Linked DNA regions of Sus scrofa: region 2 is linked to region 1. A link is a contact called in public Hi-C data. All regions are on one chromosome and are shown on one strand. Each heading gives the region's core, a stretch centred on a gene start, on an enhancer-like site or on the middle of the called end of the contact. The rest is flanking DNA. Distances are from core to core; before and after follow the strand shown. Region 1 has its middle 130 kb from the start of RYBP. Region 2 has its middle 45 kb from the start of RYBP.

The links. Hi-C and Micro-C count contacts between places; a contact is called where the count stands out from the background.
Region 2: a contact with region 1 is called in a Hi-C map of liver, with 1.5 times the contacts expected there. The contact joins two enhancer-like sites. A contact is called at or near these places in 2 of 47 Hi-C or Micro-C datasets (both in liver) and 1 of 2 datasets of contacts at active chromatin or transcription factors (skeletal muscle).

What each region holds. Positions count from the first base shown.
Region 1 is chr13:53,675,883-53,679,682 of Sscrofa11.1, reverse strand. No RefSeq gene overlaps it. Among named protein-coding and RNA genes, the nearest start is that of RYBP, 130 kb to the left of the region's middle. Within about 2 kb of position 1,827, at least 5 of the 83 cell types and tissues checked have an H3K27ac peak or open chromatin away from gene starts, as enhancers often do. A contact at or near this core is called in liver, where this site is marked.
Region 2 is chr13:53,853,172-53,856,971 of Sscrofa11.1, reverse strand. No RefSeq gene overlaps it. Among named protein-coding and RNA genes, the nearest start is that of RYBP, 45 kb to the right of the region's middle. Within about 2 kb of position 2,156, at least 3 of the 83 cell types and tissues checked have an H3K27ac peak or open chromatin away from gene starts, as enhancers often do. A contact at or near this core is called in liver, where this site is marked.

The DNA of each region.
Region 1 (3,800 bases), core at 578-3,077:
ATTGGCCTCTTGGTCCATCTCTCACTGTTAGCCTGGTGCTGATAATTCTGTTGAGTTGCAGTGCTTGCCCGACTTGGCAGTGAATTCAGAGGAGAAGGAGTTTTTCTCCAGCAGAGATGACTGTGTCTGTGGTTATTTGTGGTAAATGTGGTTGTTGGAGTTAGGGGTGGTGGAGGTGGGTGTGGCTTCACGTAGGGGGTTGGAGCCATGAGGGTGTTCATATGCCTAGCCGAGGTGATGGGCATCAGAGTATCTGCCTTCAGTGCCTGTCCATGTCCACCTCAGGGAAAGAATAAGTGACCTGAGAAAACCATACTCCTCAACCATCCTGGATGTCCACGAGCCCATCCAGAGGGAGCTGCTTCATCTTTCCACACCAGACCTTAGAGGAAAACCTTGTTCCTTTTCCAACTGTTGCCATGTATTCCATTGTAGATAGCTGATTCAGCTGCTGTGATAGGGCAGGAGGTGGCCAGAGATTAAACCAGTGTGGAAGCAGAGCTGATCGTCTGCAGGCTGGTCAGCGACTCGGGAGCGTCAGGCACAAAGCCCTGCCCAGCTGGTATCACACAGCATTTGCCTCTGGACCAGACTCACTCTCCCCTCTGCAGTGGGGAAGGAGGGTGGGATCTCATTTCATCCGCAAAACAACCTTATGAAGTAAGGTCCCTTGACACCGTTTTACACATGAATAAACTGAGGGACAGAGATGTTAAGAGTGTTACCAAGATCGCACAGCTGGTAAAGGGCAGAGCTGGGATGCAAACCCAGGCCTGACTGACTCTAAGGTTACCCACTTTTGTAACTATAGCTGCCTTGGCCTGGCCCTCGGGAAATGTGCTGAGGTCATGCTGATGATGGGGAAGCTAGAAGAACACAGCTGTGCCTTAGTCTCTGAGCCTCTTAAGAATCCCAGCTGTGACAGCAGCCCTCCCTGCCCACACTCAGTAGTTTAAAGTAGTCATGGCAGGGCTCTGGTTGTGGTCAGCAGTCTGATGCATGGCTTTTGGTTTGCTTGCTTTTGCCTAAAATCACCGGAACCTTGCAGGTGAAGCAAATCACTCAGCTTGAGTTGCGGAAGCCAATTGCCTCCCTTATGGACTTGCCCCTCCTGAGGGAAGCCTTTGCTCTTGTGTTGCCCGCTTTGGGGTGATCAATGTCAAAGCCAGGGTTCTGGACCCCACCATCAGCTTCTGTTCCCCTGCAGTAAGAGACCCCAGGCCTGGTAGGGACTGACACTGAGTGGGGGTGCAAATGTTGCCCCCTAAGTTCTCCCCAGTCCTGACCTCCTGTAAGCTACCTGTAGGGTTGGAAGTTTGGGCTGGGGTAGTCCCTGTGCCTGGCAGCCTTGGGCAGAGGTGCTGCCTGGGGCTCCCGCATGCTCGCTTTTTTGCATGCAGCACCTCCAGGCTGGGCCAACACTAATATTTACATTTGAAGGCAAGGCTGAAGCTCATGGCTGCTTCCTGTCCCCATGGCTTTCCTGGAACCAGGGGATGGAATGGCAGAGGGGGGTGTTAAGCGACTGCTTGTGTGGGCTGAGTGGGAGCCATGGAGATGCTGGGCAGGAATCAGGCCCACAGACTCAAATAACAAAAATAACTCTAGTGATTACAATAACAATCATTGATAAAGTTCTTGGTATATGTCAGAATCTAGGGTAAGTCTTTGCCATGCATTTTAGTTCTCACCGCAGTTTTTTAAGGCAGAGGTATTATAGTTTTATAAGCCAGAAGACAGAAGCAGAAAAGAGTAAGTAGTTTGCCCAAGAGCACACAGCTAGTAACTGATGGACCTGAGTAGCCAGCTGAGCATATGACCTTGGGGAGTCCAAGGATCAGTGTCTACAGGGGCCAGGAATTTTAGTGTAATGAGTGAAGCCTGGTAAGTACAAGGCATTAGGGAGAGGTGGGGACTAGGGTACCCTGGAGAGGAAACCCCTAATTCTCAGCTCTAGTTAGCTGTTGTCACAAGGCAATGTAGGCCCAGTGGGGCCAGCTTGTCTGATTTTCAAGAGAAAATCTTGGCATGTTTGTTTCTGTAATCAGGAGGGAAAATACATGTTTATACATCTACAGGTTTTTATTTGAAGTATTCCAATTTTTAAATGTTGGCAACACATTCCTTTTCTTAAAAAAACACAGCGGGAGCCAAGTCAAATGCAGCTTCGGCTGATCACTCGCTCTTACTGCAGAGCCCGGCTTGTTCTCCTGGCCAGACCTCTGCTTTCTCCATGGGGAAGGCAGGACTGAGAATTCAGCTCAAAGCCCACAGTCTTGGAGGGTCAGCCTCAAGCCATCTTTGGGCTGGGTACCTGGGGGGCAGTGGTACACTTACATCCAGTTAGTCGGGGTCCTGCTGGCCCCACACTTGAGAGAGCCACCTCCAGCTGTCCCCCTTCCTGGGAAGAAGAGGAGGGTCTTCTGGGCCAGGGGGCCAGCCCACCCGGATTTTCCCTCTCTTGGACCAGCACCTGGGTCCTGAGGCCCCCAGAATTCCATCTCCCAAAGGCCTTGAGCCCATGTTTGGGACTAGTATACCAGTTTTCTGTTGCTGTAAAGAACTACCTACAGCGAGTTCCCTTTGTGGCTCAGCGATAACAAACCCAAATAATATCTATGAGGATTCATTTGGACTCCTGGCTTCACTCAGTAGGTTGAGGATCTGGCATTGCTGTGAGCTGTGGTGTAGGTTGCAGATGTGGCTTGGATCCCATGCCATGGCTGTGGTGTAGCTCCAATTCGGCAACTAGTCTAGAAACCTCCATATGCCTTGAGTGCGGCCCTTAAAAGGAAAAGGAACTACCTAAAGTGTATGGTGTGAAGTTACAATCGTGTCATTGTGATGTCTCGCAGTCCTGGCTGGCTGGGTTGGCGCAGCTGTTCTCCCTCATGTCTTTCCTGCCTTCCAGTCGGTGGTGGCTGGGGCTGGAATAAGCTGGAGGTCCTTTCACCTAACTGCCTGCAGTAGATCTGGCTGTGGGCTGAGGCAGAGCCCAGGGCTGCTGGCTGGAACATCAGCACACAGTCTCTCCAGGGCCCCTGCTTCCTGACTGTCTGGCAACTGGCCCTCAGAACAAGGGTCTCGAAAAGGAGGACCTGGAGGAGGCTGAATCACCTTTCCCATCTAGCCCTGACTCGTGCTTGCCCTACCAATTGGTGGAGGCAGAACAAGAGTGTGCCCAGCTCAGGGGGCGGGTTGTAAACACCCCCCTTGAGGGTGGCGTCCTGACAGCCTGTGGCCCCCAGGGTGACAATGGTAGAGCCAGATTTCCTGGTAAGAAGAGCCTGGGGAGTGGAAGATGCTTCTGTGGCCCGTCATGGAGAGTATTTTCTGCAGCAGCCTGTGTGTTTCTTTTTCCTGCATGCCTCCAAGGATGGGCTGGCAGCAGGGGAAGCCTGGGGTGGCTGCAGGGCTGGGAGTGGACACTCTCACCAGCACAGAGCCCTCTGACCTGCCTGTGTCTAGGGCAGGCTGCCTGGAGGGCAGGGGCAGGCCCTCTGTATGTGCCTTGAGGAGTCCCCACCGAGAGCTGCATATGTACCCGTCAGAGGCCAGCTCCTGGGGGATCTGAATGATGGCCGGCCCGCTGAGCAGGAAGGGCAGAGGGCAGGGAGGAGACAGAGATAAATGACCCCTTGTGAATCTACCAACCTCCTGGCTGCTGTGTCTTGACTGAGTGTGCAGAGATGGGTCAGAGCCTGGCCTGCAGGGAGCTTGTGAGGGCTTTTGCAAGGCGATTCTTGCAGGAAGTTGACTTTGCTTGAGGCCACGAGACAAAAACACACCCAAGCCAGCTA
Region 2 (3,800 bases), core at 907-3,406, 180 kb before region 1:
CTGGAGCCTGACTTCCCATGTTAAGTCATAAAAGTCATGGAAGTTTCTCTTCTGTTCTCTCTTGGATCACTTGCTCTGAGGGAGGCTAGCTGCCATATTAGGAGGACATTCAAGCAGCCCGGTGGAGAGGTCCACGTGGTGAGGAATTCCTGTCAACAGGCATGAGCTATTGTGGAACTGGATCTTCTCACCCTGATCCAGTCTTCAGATGACAACATTCCCAGCAGATACCTTGACCCCATCCTGATCCAGGACCTCTAGCCAAACCACGCTCTAATTACTGACCCACAGAAACCGTGTGAGATCATATTTATTTTTGTTTTGAGCTGCTAGTGTTTGAAGTAATGTGTTCTGCTGAAAAAGGTAATTAGTAGTCCCCCTCTTATCTATAAAGTTTACTCCTTTCCTTTCCAAATTCTCTCTCCCTCAAGGCTCAAGTCAAATTCTTCTTCCTGCCTGAATTCTCCAACCCAGAGGGATCACTCATTCCTTAAGCCCATGCCTGTCTTTCTCATTTGGGGTTCACTGGATGGAACTAGAAGGAAAGACAGCTAAAGCCAAACCCAATATCTGTTGTATCTTTGTTAGTAGATGACTACATAATTTATCACCTGTACCAGACACTTCTGAGAGTGAAAAGGGGTGCTATTGGAGGTCTCCCATGGTGCAGTGGGTTAAGGATCCAATGGTGTCACTGCAGTGGCTTGGGTCGATGCTGTGGCCTGGGTTAAATTCCTGGCCTGGGAACTTCCACGTCCACAGGAGCAGCCAAAGAAGAAAAGAAAAGAGGGGAGTTCCTGTTGTGGCGCAGTGTGAAACCGACGAATATTTATGAGGCTGTGGGTTTGATCCCTGGCCTCACTCAGTGGGTCAGGGATCTGGCATTGCTGTGATGTGCCGTGTAGGTCACAGATGCGGCTGGGATCCTGTGTGGCTGTGGCTGTGGTGTAGGCTGGCAGCTGCAGCTCCAATTCAACCCCTAACCTGGGAACTTCCATATGCTGCAGGTTTGGCAAAAAGAAAGAAAGGAAGGAAGGAAGGAAGGAAGGAAGGAAGGAAGGAAGGAAGGAAGGAAGGAAGGAAGGAAGGAAAGAAAAGTGGTGCTATTAGTAATGATCCTGGGAATCAGTAAAATCCAGGATGGTTTTAGGTAAAAAGATATCATTCAGTTACCCCACCCCTAAGAGGTGCCAACACCTCTCTGAAAATGTAATAAGAGAGAAAAAATTGTTTAGGAGACTTGCAGTTTTACTTGCCTAATGCTTGGATGTACCAAAAAAAAAAAAAAAAAAAAAAAAAAAAGAGTAGCTTCTTTATTTTGCTATAATAGATATTTTTCCTTGCACATCTCCACCCAGCTAAAGCGTCAAGAGGGAAAATATGATTTTATGCCAGGCTGGTAATTTATTTATTTATTTTATAATGATTTTTATTTTTTTCCATTATAGCTGGTTTCCAGACTGGTAATTTAAACAGTCTCTGAGCAGTTCTCACTGTGGCGCAATGGGATCAGTGGTGTCCAGGGAGCACTAGGATGCAGTTTTGATCCCCAGCCTGGCACAGTGGGTTAAGGATCCAGTGTTGCTGAAGCTTCAGCTTAGGTCACAGCTATGGTTTGGATCTGATCCCTGGCCTGGGAACTCCATGAGCTGTGAGGTGGCCAAAAAAGAAAACAAATTAAAACAAAAACAAAAACAAAAACAGTCTCCGAGATTGCTCAGTGGTGACATGTCTGAGCAGAGGGGGGAGTGCAGCCAGAGTTCCAAGCCCCATCTCCCCATCCCCATCATTGCCAAATCCCCCCTCATCACTTAAGGTGAAAACATGGGCATCTGAGGGACCAGTAGAAAGTGGGAGAAGATCCTTTCAAGAATGATTGGTCTGAAGTGCTACCTGCACTAAGAGGCCATGAAGGGACTATTTTCCCACCTTTGGAGCAATGTTCTAGTACTGGAGCCATCTCTCATGGGTATGGGGGTTAAGCCTTACACAAGTGCACCCACAGAAGGGCTGAAATCTGGCCAGGGCTTTCCTAGGAGAGCCATGAGCAGGTGGGGCTGTGTGTGTCAGAAGAATGAAACTCTTTCCAGTTTGCACAAAGGCATTCCATGAGCCAGGACAGAACTTGGCCAGTGCCCAGGGTCCAGGTTATTGGCTCTTGGCTTGGCATGCTTTGCTTGTGGTGGCTTGTTGGTCCTGCTCACAGGCTAGAGCTGGTTCCAAGCTCTTTTGGCACCTCCCTGATCCCATATGAGGCCCACGGAAGATTCTAGATCTCCTATATTACTGGTACAGGCCACAGAGGGTCCAAGCATCTTCCTTCCTATACAATCCTCTAGATAACCACCTGTACACCATTGCTTCTGGCCCCAGAGACACATGGCTTTAAGCTAGAAGCAGATCCCCACCCCCAGGGGCTGGCAAGACTTCCTTGCCCTGTGCCCTGGATGTGATCCACTTACCCTGGGTAGTCTTACATTTTCCCCATCATTTTCTGGGTGTTTCTAAATCTCCTCTCCCTAGAGACATTTGACTTTATCAATAGTCTGCAAGCTCCCCTTCCTTCCCACCACCCTCCCAGGATAGCCTAAACAGGCTTGGGGCATTACTGGGAATAACAAAACTCAGTGATTAAAAGCCATACCTCTCCACCTTTTCCCTGTGGTACCACACATCACACAGAAAATTGTGTGTGTGTGTGTGATCTTGGAGGGGATCTGGAATCCCTGGGGATGGCTCTAGAGGATTAGTGGGGTACCTAGCTGCCCAGATCCTGCCAGGCTGTTCTGAGAGCAGATGGGACCAAGTCTCTTGGGGCCTGCAGAGGCACAGTAGCTGCAAAGCCCTATATAGAGCCCTAAACTTGACTTAGTGAGAAAGGAACTAGGAGTTCCTATTGTGGCTCAGCAGGTTAAGAACCCAACATAGTTTCCATGAGGATGCGAGTTTGATCCCTGGCCTTGCTCAGTGGGTTAAGGATTTGGCATTGCTACACACAGGTGCAGCTCAGATCCCAAGATGCTGTGGCTGTCATGTAGGCCGGTAGCTGCAGCTTGGATTCCATCCTTAGCCTGGGCACTTCCATTTACCACAAGTGTGGCTATAAAATGGGGGGGGGGAAAGGAACCAAGTAGTTGAGAAATACCTGTCCTCTAAAAGATCCTTGCTTTCAAGGCCATTGTCCCCACACAGATCAAGAACATCAGCTTAGAGACCAGTGCTGATCAAGGCCTATTTATTCGAAAAGATCTTTCTCCTTCCCTGGGGTGGTAAGTCTTCTGGCACAGCTCTAGAGGTGGGCAGCAGCAAGAAAACAGTGTCAAGGGGGAAACTAAAATATACAGGATCCCTGACCCAAGGATAAGGATGGGACCTGCTCTGGTGGTGGGTCGGGATGCAGGGGTGTGGCATCAGTGGGTGAGACCTCAAGGTAGCAGCACCCTTGAGACCCAATACCTTTGGTTAGACTGCTTACCACAGGAGCAGATTTCTATTACCTCCAGGGCTTTGGTTTTGTTGCTGGTTTGTGCAAATAAGGGGCCAGACCCGGGGAGGTGAGGAAGAGGAGGGAGCCACCCCACCCCTACCCACCCTCAAGGCTCTCTTGTCATCTTCACAGTCAATACTCTTGCCCACAGATGAGGTTTGCCAGTTCTTGAGCAATAAACAACTATAAACAACTATAGCATGTAGTTTTGTTGCTCTGTCCAGTTTCCTTTGCTTAACATTCTGTCTCTGACACCTCATCCCTGTGGTGTCAGAGACAGAGTAGAAGTCTGCTCTTCTTTCCTTGCTCTATC